Regions from separate parts of the Sus scrofa genome. Here regions 1 and 2 are each linked to region 3. Evidence: chromatin contacts called from public Hi-C and HiChIP or PLAC-seq data. All regions are on one chromosome and are shown on one strand. The core of a region is the stretch at or near the end of the contact, and the rest is flanking DNA. Distances in the headings are between cores, read along the strand shown. Region 1 overlaps ANO10 (anoctamin-10). Region 2 overlaps ANO10 (anoctamin-10). Region 3 overlaps LOC110256580 (a long non-coding RNA gene).

Region 1 (3,850 bases), core at 844-3,343, 270 kb before region 3:
AATGGATAAGTAAAATGTGATTAATCTATACAATTGAGTATTATTAGACAGTGAAAAGAAATGAACCACTAATATATGCTATACAGTGTTGATGAAACTTGAAAGCGTTATGCTAAGTGAAAAACCAATCACAAAAGACCACATATTTTAAGATTCCATTTATATAAAATGTCCAGAGTAGGCAAATCAGAAAGTAGACGACTGCTGAGAGCTCAGGGAGATGGAGGGTTGTTAAGCGATGATGGCTAAGGTAGAACACCATCTTTTTGGAGGTGTAAGGAGAATGTTCTAAAATTGATTGTGGTGGTCTTTGCACACTTCTATGTGTATGTACTAAAAACCTTTGAATTGTGTGCTTTAACTGGGAGAATGATATGTCAATAAAGCTGTTTTTTTTTTTAAAGGTGAATACATTTTCAAGCCTAGAGAGTGATAGGGAAACCTGTTTTAGAATTGCCCTGCAGCCCATTTCATTAGTAACAAATCTTTAGCGTTTGAGGGTAGATTTTACTTTCAGAGTAGGAAAAATAATTTCATACCAAATCTTAGAAGTTTACCCAGTGGCCAAACTGCCTTATACAGTTGGGAGAGAAAACCACCAACAGCAGAAAGCTTTCTTTCTTTCACTTGCTCTGGCTGCACATATGGGAGTTCCAAAACCTTTTTGTGATTTTGCAATTCCAGTTCCCTGGAATAAGGATAGAGCCTCCTGGACTCATTGCTACCAGTTTGCTCAGTAAGCCAGCTCTGAGACAGATACTAGTATGCAGGACATTCATTAGGGGAAGCTCTTGAGAATCAAGACCCAAAAAGAGAAAGAAGCAGGAATGAGCAGGGGAAGAAGCTGGGTGGCACTGCAGTCTCATCAAAGACCTCAGCTGATTCCTCAGGCTGGCCCCGCAGAGTTGTCCCAAGTTAGGACAAGGTGGCCAGGCTTTTGGACTTCGCTCCTCATGAACTAGCCCATTGAGTGTGGGCTGCTTCAGGGGCAGGGGGTGGCCACCCACAAGGCGGGTCTCTTCAGCTGAGAGCGGCTGGGGGAATCAGTCCTTCAGTCCTGCTGGGGCATGTGGATGGCGTGTTCCAGCAGTCCCTACAACTCCCTCACGTTCTGAGTGCTGCTCCTCTTGAGATTCACCTCTTGAGAAGTCCCTCTTTCTATGAGAATGGACCTAGGGACCATAATTCAGAGCAATCTTGATGTTGTAAACTTTAAATTTGTGCTGTGATATGCCTTGAAAATAAGGAAAGCTTCTTCTTATTCTACTGGTCTTAATTTTAAGGCTATATAGTATGTCTGCTGTTAATACTGTGTATTATAATACCTAAGCAGTAGAAAAGAATGCTCTTCCTGGCCATGTCAGACATCCTGACGGCCTCAGTCTCCTAAGCCCCACTCTCCTTGCCTGGTGGGATCAGCTGAAGTGTCGGGACTCCTGGATAAGCTCTGTTGCTGGCAATCCAAGCATTAGGCAGGTGATTCCAGCCGCCTGATTTTGTGTCCTTGCACTGTGGCAGAGCCACCACCCTTATGGTCCCTGGAGTGCACCTTGGCTTGTCACCATGGCTCATGATTTAAAGGTTACAAATGTGTGTTTCTCCAGTGTGATTTAAAGTCTCACTTGAGGGTCCAATTAAAGTAAATGAAGTAAGTATATAGTGAAATGAAACTGCAATCTCAGGATATCATTTTGCTTCACAGGCCTTAGAGAACATTTCTGGGCACATACTTATTAAATGTTGCTTGATTTTTTTGCTTGTCAAGTGATCAAAATAATTGTTGAAAAAACAAAACATACTCCAAATAAAACATAACTCTCTCTACAGATTGCACTTCCTTTCACAATCATCAAATCTGGCTTAGAAACAGCTTTGTGCGTGAAATGTGCTTCTGATCAGGAGGAGAACAAGCTTTACAAGCTTTCTGGTGGGTAGCAAGCTTTACAAGCTTGCTGCCAAGTGGGGAATGCACAGATTTTAGAGCCGAGAGAACCTGGGAGTGTCTTTAAAGTTCATCATTGTAAGGGCATCAAGCTTTAACACTGGATGAGATGTGTTCTCTGATGACACAGGCATTGCCAAAGCCTTGAAAGCCAGCTTTCTCACACCAGTGACAAATGACAACCTCATCACTCAGTGTCCACAAACTGTGAGGAGCCTCTTCTGTTAGCAACTCCCCTACAATGGAGATTGTATTTTAAAAGGAAAGGGCTATGTGGCATTCAACTTAATTCTTTAACCTTTTAAATGATTTTCTGCTATTCATGTAGTCTGATTGGCATTTTTTTTTTCAAATCACTGTGTCATTAATTGGTGAGAGGAAGAGGAAGAAAACACTTTTCATGCTTTTGTAGTAATCAGGTATTCTTATCTCTCTCATTGTTTCGATGGTTCTCATAACATTTATTTTCCTATTGCTTTTTCCTCTATACATTTCTTTTTCCTTTTTTCTTTTCTTTCTTTTTTTTTTTTTTTTTTTGGCAGCACCCACAGCATGTGGAAATTCCCAGGCCAAAGATCTAACCTATGCCACGGTAGCAACCTGAGCCTCAGCAGTAACAATGCCAGATCCTTAACCCGCTGTGCCACAAGAGAACTCCTTATACCTCTTTTAGATTTCAGCTTTCCATGAAACTTTTAAGTCCAACTCCTCATTTGCTTGACTGATCTTGGGAAAGAGCCCGTGTGCACAGGCCAGAGGACCAGGCTCTTTGTGATGATGATGGCTCCCTATCATCCCTGTGTGTGCATCCTCTGTGTGCCAGGTGCAGACCCTGGTCAGGAGCACGATGTGCTGGTCTCCCAGGCACTGCCCTGCCTCAGCTGTATCCCTCAGGACCCAGCAGTGACTCACCAGAGTTACGGCCAGAAGATGCTGTGAGAAGCCTTCAGAGAAGATTCCCATTCATTGTGTAATTAAGACTGAGGCAAACTTTGTGAGGTTTTGTCTTTTTTTTTTTTTTTTTTTTTTTTTTTTAAGGGCTGCACCTGAGTCGTATGTAGGTTCCAGGCTAGGGGTCGAGCTACTGGCCTGAGCAACAGCCACAGCAGCACTGGATCCAAGCCACATCTGCGACCTATACCACAGTTCATAGCAACGCCGGATCCTTAACCCACTCAGCAAGGCCAGGGATCCAACTGGCATCCTCATGGATACTAGTCAGATTCGTTTCTGCTGAACCACGACAATAACTCCAGCTTTCTCATTTTTTGAACAAATATTTGTATGAATTAATTGGTTAATAATTTGAGTTTCTAGTCTTTGTACACACTCTGTACCAAAGGATAGCACACCCCAGCCAAAGGACAAAAGCCTCCTGCTGCTTTTGATGAAGTTAATGAAGTGATGTTAGCACACAGCTGCCCTTTCACGCTACAGGGAATGGCAGAGTTCCATAGTCAGGACAGAGACACAGCAATAACGCTTAAAATATTTACTGTTTGGGCCTCTGAGAAGTTTGCTGACCCTGCTCTGGACTAAGACAATCTATTGTTTTGTTTTCTTTAGAGAAGTAATGCATGCATATGGGGATGGGAGGACAATATCACAAGGTCCAAATAATATAATAAAGTGAAAAGCACAAGTCTCCTCTGCACCGTTCTTTTTTTTTATTAAAGTATAGTTGATTCACAGTGTTGTGTTAGTTTCAGATGTCCAGCAAAGTGATTATTTGTATTTATACTTTTCAGATTCTTTTCCACTTTAATTTATTACAAGATATTGAATAGAATTCCCTGTGCTATATGATAGGACCTTGTTGTTTCCCTATTTTATATATAGTAGTTTTTATCTGCTAATTCCAAGCTCCTAATTTATCCCTCTCCCTCTTCCCCTTTGGTAACCATAAGT
Region 2 (4,316 bases), core at 1,025-3,524, 290 kb before region 3:
TTTGCATATTCATAATATCCTGGCCCTATGGAAGGAATTAAAAAAGGTATAACCTCTGCCTGAGGGATATTCTTTTGATAAAAGTAAATAAAAGATGTGAAAACTGTAATGAGTAATGGCCAGATTGAAGCAGATCCCACTGGCTGGCATCTGGCCTGTGTGTGTGTATCACCTGCTATCCTGGAATATCTGTCACAACATGACGATGTTTTGGTTCTATGACCTGCAAACGATTGACTGAAAAGAGTACACAAGGAAATGGCTTATCTTAGTCCTGATGGGTGAGAGGCTGAGTGAGGCTTTGAAGCATACCTCAAGTAAAGGGCTTTGATGTGGCATAATGTGGGGTGTCACCGGTACAGGAGTAAACCCTTGGAGATGACGACGTCGCAGGAAAGACACTTGTTCCTCAATCAGTCAGCTGATGACATAATGTTGAGGGAATCCAGCCAGTAGGCAGCCCTCAGGCTAAACAGGGAAAAATACTCTGGTGATTAAGGCAGTTTTAATTCAATTCTGAGTTTTCCTAGAAAAAATGATGTGAGAGAGAATTTTATTCTGACCAGGGACCCGGTATTGAACATTTTATAGAAATTACCAGACACATTGGATTTAACTGTATTTATTTTCAACTATAAATGGCACTTCTAATTCATTTTTTTTTAATGGTCGCACTAGCAGCATATAAATGGCACTTTTAATTCTTTTTTTTTTTTTTTTTTTTAATGGTCGCACTAGCAGCACATAGAATCCAGCTGCAGCTGCAGCAATACCGGATCCTTTAACCCACTGCATTGGGCCGGGGTTTGAACCAGCACCTCTGCAAGCAATTCAAGCTGCTGCAGTTGGATTTTTAACCCACTATGCCTTGGTGGGAACTCCTAAATGGAACTTTTTAGTATAAACCTTATTCAGTATTAAGAAACCCAGTTGCCAGTCACAAAATTTTACTTATGGTGACATGGTCCCAGACGTACTGGAAAGCTGCTTTTGTTTTCAGGTATTCTACCTTAGTTTTACTAAAGCAAATCAGAGAAACTGTCATTGCACTTAAGGAACTCAAAAGATCATTCAGATTTTTATCATCCTCTTTGAAAGAGAATTTGAAGTAGTTGGTGGTTTTTTGAGAAACTGATTTAAGAATCATTTTCCAAAAAGACCTTTTGCTCTGAACTAGGTGAACTAACCTGATTTAAAAAGAAACAAAACAATACTTCCCTTAGCAGTGGCAGAAAATAGATATCATCACAGACACACCTGTAATCACTTAGGTACCAATTACATTGCCCATCTGTTTCATAATTGTTATTTACATTTCTTAGTAGAGGTATTTCATGCTTTTTTCTTGGTTCCTCTTTCTTTGGCTTTTTTGTTTGTGTCGACTTTCTTTGCCTGTTGATCCCCAGCACCTCACTGCCTCATTATCTAACAAGACTCAAAGCTTCAGTGCAAATGGCAGCCGTAGTGTTCTGCTAAAACTTCAGCTTTGTAAAAAAATCCTCCTACTTCAGCCGTAAAACTGCCTCACTGGAGTGCGGTCTGTAATGGGAGGCATGACTGTGCATGATGAGCGCTTTCTGTATATGACAGCACTGGAGAATTCAAACAAACCCAATTGTCAGAGCAGCCATAGCAGCCTGCAGAGTGAGGCTGGGATTGGCCTATAACCCGTTAGGAACGAATCCTTTTTCATTTCCTCAGAGATGATTTCTATAGCCACTTGAGAAAATTAATGTTTTTATGTCACGGTGCAGCTCTCTTCCCTTTGCCTAATACAAGCCTCTTTCTCTGGTCTCCTCCCCACCCCACCCCTGCCCCCGTCACTCAGCTTAGCTCTGTCTGTGCCTACCCCTTCATTCATTGCTCCTAAAGCTTCTGATGGATTGTGAAGGGCAGGTAGACTTGCTCTGTGACTTAGGGGCCATCACATTTGGTCTCTGGGCCTACTCCCCTCTCCTCTTCTACTGGGAGGACTATTTGCAGTAAACTTTTTGTAGGATTTGGATTTCCCAAGAGGAAAAGGACTAGGCAATAAAATAAAAATAACAACCAAATTTATTTTGGTAGAAATTTTCTCTTAACTATCTGAGGAGAGATGTTTTAAACCACTAGAGGGAGCCCATATTGTTCTGATTTCTGAATCCTGTAACATTTAACCCTTTGGTTTTATTGGCAGTAGAAAAAACCGCTCAATGGTTTCCGCATGCATAATGCTAATGCTCTTCAGTCTGCTTTCAAGGCGAAAGGGGGAGATCATCAGTTGGAAACCGCTGTCTACACTGGTGGTGTTGTCCTCCTGGTGCTCCATGTCGCAGGATGGGATATGGGTAGTCATCTGAGCGAGGACCTTGTGCTGGCTCTTTGGCGGGGATCCTGGCCCTTTTCCTCCAACCTCCCCGTAACACTCACTATCATCTCCCCCCACCTTCCTTCCACCGACCCCCAGGCAGATTTGGTCATGCAGCAGATAATTGGACGGTGAATAATACAACTGTCTTCCTCGTCAGTGTGGGAATCTCGGTCTTAGGTGTTGTGTTATGGCCTCTTTCAGCCTTTCCTCCCTGTTCTGTGCCATCTGAGGAGCTTTCTTCTCATGATTTCTCAGATCCTTTTCAACTCCTCAGGTTCTTTCTCTTTCCATCAGTGAAGTTGTGTTTGTGTTTCATTGGCTTCGTGCAAGCAAAGGATTACTCAAAATACCTGTTTTACCATTCAAGTTACTAAAACCTGTTAATATAAAAAAGTGTTAATTGCACTCAACTTATAAAGCTTATTTTATTTGTAAACCTAGTACATTTTATTTGCATTTTGATTACTATTCAATAAACTCATTGGAGTCCCTAAACTACGAACCCCAACACAAAATGAGGTAACATTTAAGCTTAATTGGCAGGCCTCATCTATCCAGCTCAGACCTGTCAAAAGCTTGGCAGAGCATCCTTGCAGCCTAACAAGCAGAATCTTCTGAGTATCAGACAACTCAAATCAAGTAATCTGACCTGTAAAAGCAGTAGATTCGATTCTGTTGCGCATTTCCACCGTGTTAGAAGAAGGAAGCACAAAACGGCCCAGTGATTTTAAAACACGTTTTGCACCCTTATGATAGGACTCATCCTAAGTTGTTACACTCCCTCCTTCACCCCAGGTTCCCCACTCATCTGACAGGAGCAGGACTACGGTTTGTGCCGTAAACCACACAGCAGCTGGGATTGCAGGCCTGGTGAGGCTGAACCAGGGTCCTGCGCTGGGACTGCTTCTAGTTTTTCTACCAAAGCCACAGTTCATCTCTCAGGATGGCCTTAATAGTATAAGACTTTGTTCACTTTTTTAAACAATGTTTGTAATTTATAAAATTTTGTACCTCCTACCCCAGTGTATAGACTGACTACTGAGAAATTTGAGTTGATTCAGTTTGTTATAGCACACCCTCCCACTCTCCCCACTCCCCATAAACCTTTTAGGCATAGTTCACCTTTTACTTGTTCTTGGCCACTATCCTAGGTTGACCTGTAAGCTGGAAGCTTATTCAGCCTTTCAAAACCTTCATGGATTATGCTAAGCCAAGTCAGAATACACACACTGATAAAGCTAAGATACTTACTGGGATAATTTCTGTAACAGGGGCATGTGTATGTGTGCATGCCTATGCCTGCTCAGAGTTTAAAGAGCAAATCCCAGAGTTGTGGCTCAGCAGGTTAAGAACCTGACATGAGTGTCCATGAGAAGGCAGGTTCAATCCCTGGCCTCGCTCAGTGGGTTTAGCATCCGGCATTGCCAACAAGCTGCTGTGTAGGTCACAGATAAGGCTAGAATCTGGTGTTGCCGTGGCTGTGGTGTAGCCCAGCAGCTGCAGCTCTGATTCGACCTGTAGCCTGGGAACTTCCATATGCCTCAGGTGTGGCCATGAGAAGAAGAAGAAGAAGAGAACAAATGCCAGCTCCAAGTTAGTTACATTTGAGGGTAGTTTGGGTACCAATACCTATAAAGTTATAGTTTAGGAGAAAAGTTGAATGGGTTAGACCATCACATTTCATTGATTCTAAGGGCACATTTTTTTTTTTCACATTTTAACCCCTCTTAAATGACTGCCTTTTACAGTGGCTGGCATCAGGTGGATGCCAGGCAGTAGTTGCCTTGTCAACACATGGCAAATTGAATCTTATTGCTGGTACCGTAATTTGGCAACTGGAGCTTCTCATGGTTTCAGCCACAAAGCTGTTAAGAACCCTCTGAAAAAGGACAAATGACACCTGGGTGGTACTGAATACCTTACTAGCATAAAGAAAAACTTAAAGAAAAATCTGTTTCCAACAACT
Region 3 (4,070 bases), core at 721-3,220:
TTCCACTTTCACACCTGACTTATGCTCTTCTTTTGTTCATGTTAGAGCCCCTGTCCATACTCTCTCCCTTTCCACTACCCTCGGTGTAGGACCTGGACTCTGGGAGCTTTCATTCCATTAATTGCCCTGTAAACTAATATAGCTAAGTGCCAGAGGAAAACTATCTTAGACCATCTCAGAAACGCATAAGCAAAACATCTTGGCACAACCAAGATATTGCAGCTTTAGCATCAGAGGTGCCACTAATTTGTACGGTTGCTTGCACAGACCCAGTTTCCTGTGGTGGCACCCTAACAGAAATCAGTTTTTCTGCCTCTGAATGCACGTTAGAGCCACTAATTCTGTCCATCCCACTGCAAGCTATTTGTTAGCTCTTTCCCTCTCTAAACTGAGAGAGTGGGAAGATAATCCAGATTGTCTCATGGGCACAGGACAGCCTGCAGCAGCCCTGCCCAGAGCCTGGACGCAATGCTCTATAGCTTTGGGGGGCTGTCTTTCCTTGAGTCACTGTGAGGACCTGCTAAATGTGAGGATCCATCGCAAGGTCTGTCACTGACCCTAGAGGAAGGGGGGTCATCCTGAGGCAGCCTTCCTGCTTCCTGCAGAATCAGCTTGGTCGACAGAGAGACAAGGGGTGGGACCAGCTGGCTTGAAATCCTGTCCAGCCCAGCCGCTTAGGCTAACCAATGAATATGCAGAACTTCCTTGGACATTCTGAGCCTGGGGAAACTCACTCTCCCCCAGGCAGCATTCCCTGGTTTCATCTTGAGAGTCAAGCGGCCTGAGCTAGTATCCCATTTTTATCTTCTCCTACAGGCTTGCGTGTGACCTTGGAGAAATGATTTGCTCTCTCTGTTCCTGGTGTTCTTTATAAAATGGAGACAACACAAGTACCTGCCTGGGGCAGTTGCTGGAGTGGTGGTGAATGAGATGACATAGAGAACACATACCTAGCCCTGCCGACTGTGCCTGGTAGCCAGTCTGCCCCTTTAAGCTTAGCCGTTGCTCCGAGGTCTGCCCTCTGCAGCAGTCATCTGTCCCAGCCGGAGAAATGAGCGGGGCTGCTATACAGACGAGGACTGTGCCAGGCTGCCCGCTGGCAGGAGGAGAAGGGCTGATGGGATCCCAAAGCGCTGCTCCTGAACTGTGTCGACGGAGGGGAGTTCAGACCCTACTGGAGTCCAGAACGCGGGTGCACTCTGCCACCTGCTCTGCATGAGCCCTCCCTGAGGGCGAGTTCCTCAACCTGGGACTGTCGATTTGTTCACCTTTTCAATGGAAGTAACATACCCACCACTGTGTCAGGGAAAGATGCAACTGCTAATACCTAAGACGTGATAAGCACACGGACTGGCACCTACTAAAGATTTATTTCAGATTATAAAAAGTTGCTATTTCTGCTCTTAACTTTTTTCTTTATTGTAAAGTGCTCCCCTTCCACGCCCACCACCCTGTTTCAAACAAAGAGCACACCAAAGTTTCTGTAAATCTGGTCCTGTTTGAACCCAAGCAGACGTGACTTTAATGTGATATCACAAAGGTTCAGACCAGGTCCTGTGTTACCCAAACTGCCTCCTTGTTGGCTGATCACATGACTGTCATTCCCTTCACATGCCCGGAGCTCAGGCTGCGAGCTAAAATCAGAATGAGCCAAAGGTTTCCGGTCAATTCAGCCTAAGATTCTTCCCCTTGTGACGACATCGGGGCCTCTGCATCATGAGCCGGGGTGCGGGGGAGGAGCCTGTGTGGTTGTACTGGTACCCCTCGCCCACCTCGCCCCTCTCCCCCCTCAGTGGCCCTGGGACCCAGGGCGTGAGAGAGGGAGAAGGTGTGCCAGTCCTCAGAGCCACCTGCAACCGCACAGACAGCACCCCCTACCCGACTCTATCCCCAGCCCAGGACCACTTTGCCTCCACAGAGATCCAGGCGTCTTCCTTAGTGCAACCGGGCCAGGGGCTGTGCCTCTGCCACTTCTCCAAGCTGGTGCCCAGTGGAATTGGCCAGGGATGCAGTGGCTCTGTTGGCAGCCCCGAGGGGCAGAGGGGCATTCTGTGCCATTTGGACAGAGTCACATTTCCAACTGGATTGAAAGTGGAATCTTTAATAATATATAGATTTTTCAGTGACTGAAGCCTTGCTCTTGCCAAATCCTAGCATAAAGCATATTTTTACAGCTGGGATGATAAATCCCTGAAAGACGGCACTTACCATGGAAACGCTGACACAGCCTTTCATTCCCTTCGCAGTGATTAAAATCCTCATTTCAATTTGTTTTCCTTTATTTTGAGCTGGAGTCATTTGCAAGTCCTAGGAATACATCTCCTGGTGGTGGTAGAAAACTAAATGCTGCCCTCTGTCAGAAATCAGAGGGAACTGCTCTTCACTCCCTGGAGTGGAGCAATGGCTTGGAGGATTATGGAAACCAGGAAAACAGGCCTTCTTACTAGGAATCTTACCAGGAGAGAAATTCCTGCAGGACTTAACCCAGTTTCCTAGGCAAAGGGAGGCAGGGAAGGGAAGGCAGCTAATAAAAGGCTTGTTAGCAAACCAGAGGCCACTAGGGGCAACTGGAGATTCGGCCCACCGGGGAATTCTCTAAGCCAGTATGGACTTAGCACCTCAGTCATCCTGCTGGAGAGGCAGGAGAGTTCCTCGTTGGTTGCGGGCTGCTGGCCATCAATTCTTAGGCACTTAGGGCCTGACGGCCTTCGCAGGTTCCAGGCAGAGATGCGGATCTTGGCAAATGGAGGGCCAGCCCTTGTCATGTTGAGGCCCCAGCAGATATGGGCAGCCTCCCATCTGTCTGCTGCACCCACTCTCCATTGCTCCTTTTATTCTCCTTTGGACCATTTCATTTGCAGGGATATTTTATGCCCTTGGAATTAAGGGGTGATGCCTTCTGTTTAGTCATGGCCTACAGTCTTTGCTGAACCAAACGCCCAGTGTCCTACCAACTAGATGCTTCAGGATGTTTTTCTTACTTTCCAGGTCCCTTAATTGATAATAAAATCTGTCATGGGCCTGACCACAGTTCTTAATCAACCAGTGAGACTGCAGCGGCGCCCCTGGTCTGAAAGCCCGACGCAGTCTCAGGTTTCTTCTTCTAAAAAGGCATCCCCATCATTCAGCTGTGCAGATCTCACGAGGATGCAGCCTAATGGGATTGGGATTGTTTCTCCAATTCTGCTCGCAGGCAGTGCTTGGGGGAGCAATTTTCCAAAATGTGTCCCACAGACACTCAGTGAACAGAGATACTCTTCACAAGAGGGCTTCAGAGATCGGTTACTGTTGGTAAAATTGCTAGAAACAGCCCCTTCTTAAAGGTCACACTACCTGCCAGCATCTTAAAGGCTCTGAGAGGTACTGCAGGGAGAAAAATCCAAATAGCTTTGCTTAACTCATTGTTTCCCAACTTATTTCATCACGAGACCTCTTCTTGGGGAACATCTGTTACCATCCTCTGACACTAGGTTGTGCTACATGTAAAATGCCTTTATTTGTCCTTTTCCCCCTTATCTTACTAAATTTTAAAAATATTTTCATTATATAAACATTACATGTTCATTGGAGAAAAACTGGAAAATGCAAATAAGCAAAAAAAGGAGACAGATCTGGCGTTGCTGTGGCTGTGGTGTAGGCCGGTGATCACAGCTCCAATTAGACCCCTGGCCTGGGAACCTCCATATGCCCCAAGCGTGGCCCTAAAAAGTAAATTAAAAAAAAAAAAAGGAGAGAAGGAAGCACTGAGGCCCAATTACTGTGGATGTTTGGGTTCTAATCCAGCACATGTCTGTGTAGCCCCCTTCTTTTGTGGGAGAAGGGTTTTGCTGTAGCAAGAGTCCATCCGTGTTTCCTGGACTCTGTTCAGTTTTATGATCCCTGATTCTAAAATAGCAGGTTTCATAAAAGAAAGCACACATTTCATCCAACAGTGGCCAAAGAATCATTTTTGAACTATTTCCAAAATGCCCGGAGGAGGAAAATTCCTTTACCATATGTTACCTCTCTTATGCGGAATGGCAGGCCAAGAAAATCAACAAAATGGTAGGAAGAAGGGGAAAATGGTATAA

The links. Hi-C and Micro-C count contacts between places; a contact is called where the count stands out from the background. HiChIP or PLAC-seq counts read pairs in DNA pulled down with a chosen protein or histone mark.
Region 1: an H3K27ac HiChIP or PLAC-seq map of skeletal muscle shows a contact between it and region 3. The contact joins two enhancer-like sites. A contact is called at or near these places in 2 of 47 Hi-C or Micro-C datasets (blood and skeletal muscle) and 1 of 2 datasets of contacts at active chromatin or transcription factors (skeletal muscle).
Region 2: a contact with region 3 is called in a Hi-C map of skeletal muscle, with 8 times the contacts expected there. The contact joins two enhancer-like sites. A contact is called at or near these places in 1 of 5 promoter capture datasets (liver), 21 of 47 Hi-C or Micro-C datasets (adipocytes, alveolar macrophages, brain and 12 more) and 1 of 2 datasets of contacts at active chromatin or transcription factors (skeletal muscle).

What each region holds. Positions count from the first base shown.
Region 1 is chr13:26,815,319-26,819,168 of Sscrofa11.1, reverse strand. The region is part of intron 11 of ANO10 (anoctamin-10); the gene reads left to right. Among named protein-coding and RNA genes, the nearest start is that of SNRK, 150 kb to the right of the region's middle. Within about 2 kb of position 2,093, at least 3 of the 83 cell types and tissues checked have an H3K27ac peak or open chromatin away from gene starts, as enhancers often do. A contact at or near this core is called in skeletal muscle, where this site is marked.
Region 2 is chr13:26,840,494-26,844,809 of Sscrofa11.1, reverse strand. All of the region lies in intron 11 of ANO10 (anoctamin-10), which reads left to right. Among named protein-coding and RNA genes, the nearest start is that of ANO10, 160 kb to the left of the region's middle. Within about 2 kb of position 2,274, at least 1 of the 83 cell types and tissues checked has an H3K27ac peak or open chromatin away from gene starts, as enhancers often do.
Region 3 is chr13:26,549,006-26,553,075 of Sscrofa11.1, reverse strand. It overlaps LOC110256580 (a long non-coding RNA gene), which reads left to right. Exons shown (of 2, transcript XR_002338245.1): 2 at 817-2,267. Among named protein-coding and RNA genes, the nearest start is that of POMGNT2, 47 kb to the right of the region's middle. Within about 2 kb of position 1,970, at least 28 of the 83 cell types and tissues checked have an H3K27ac peak or open chromatin away from gene starts, as enhancers often do. A contact at or near this core is called in skeletal muscle, where this site is marked.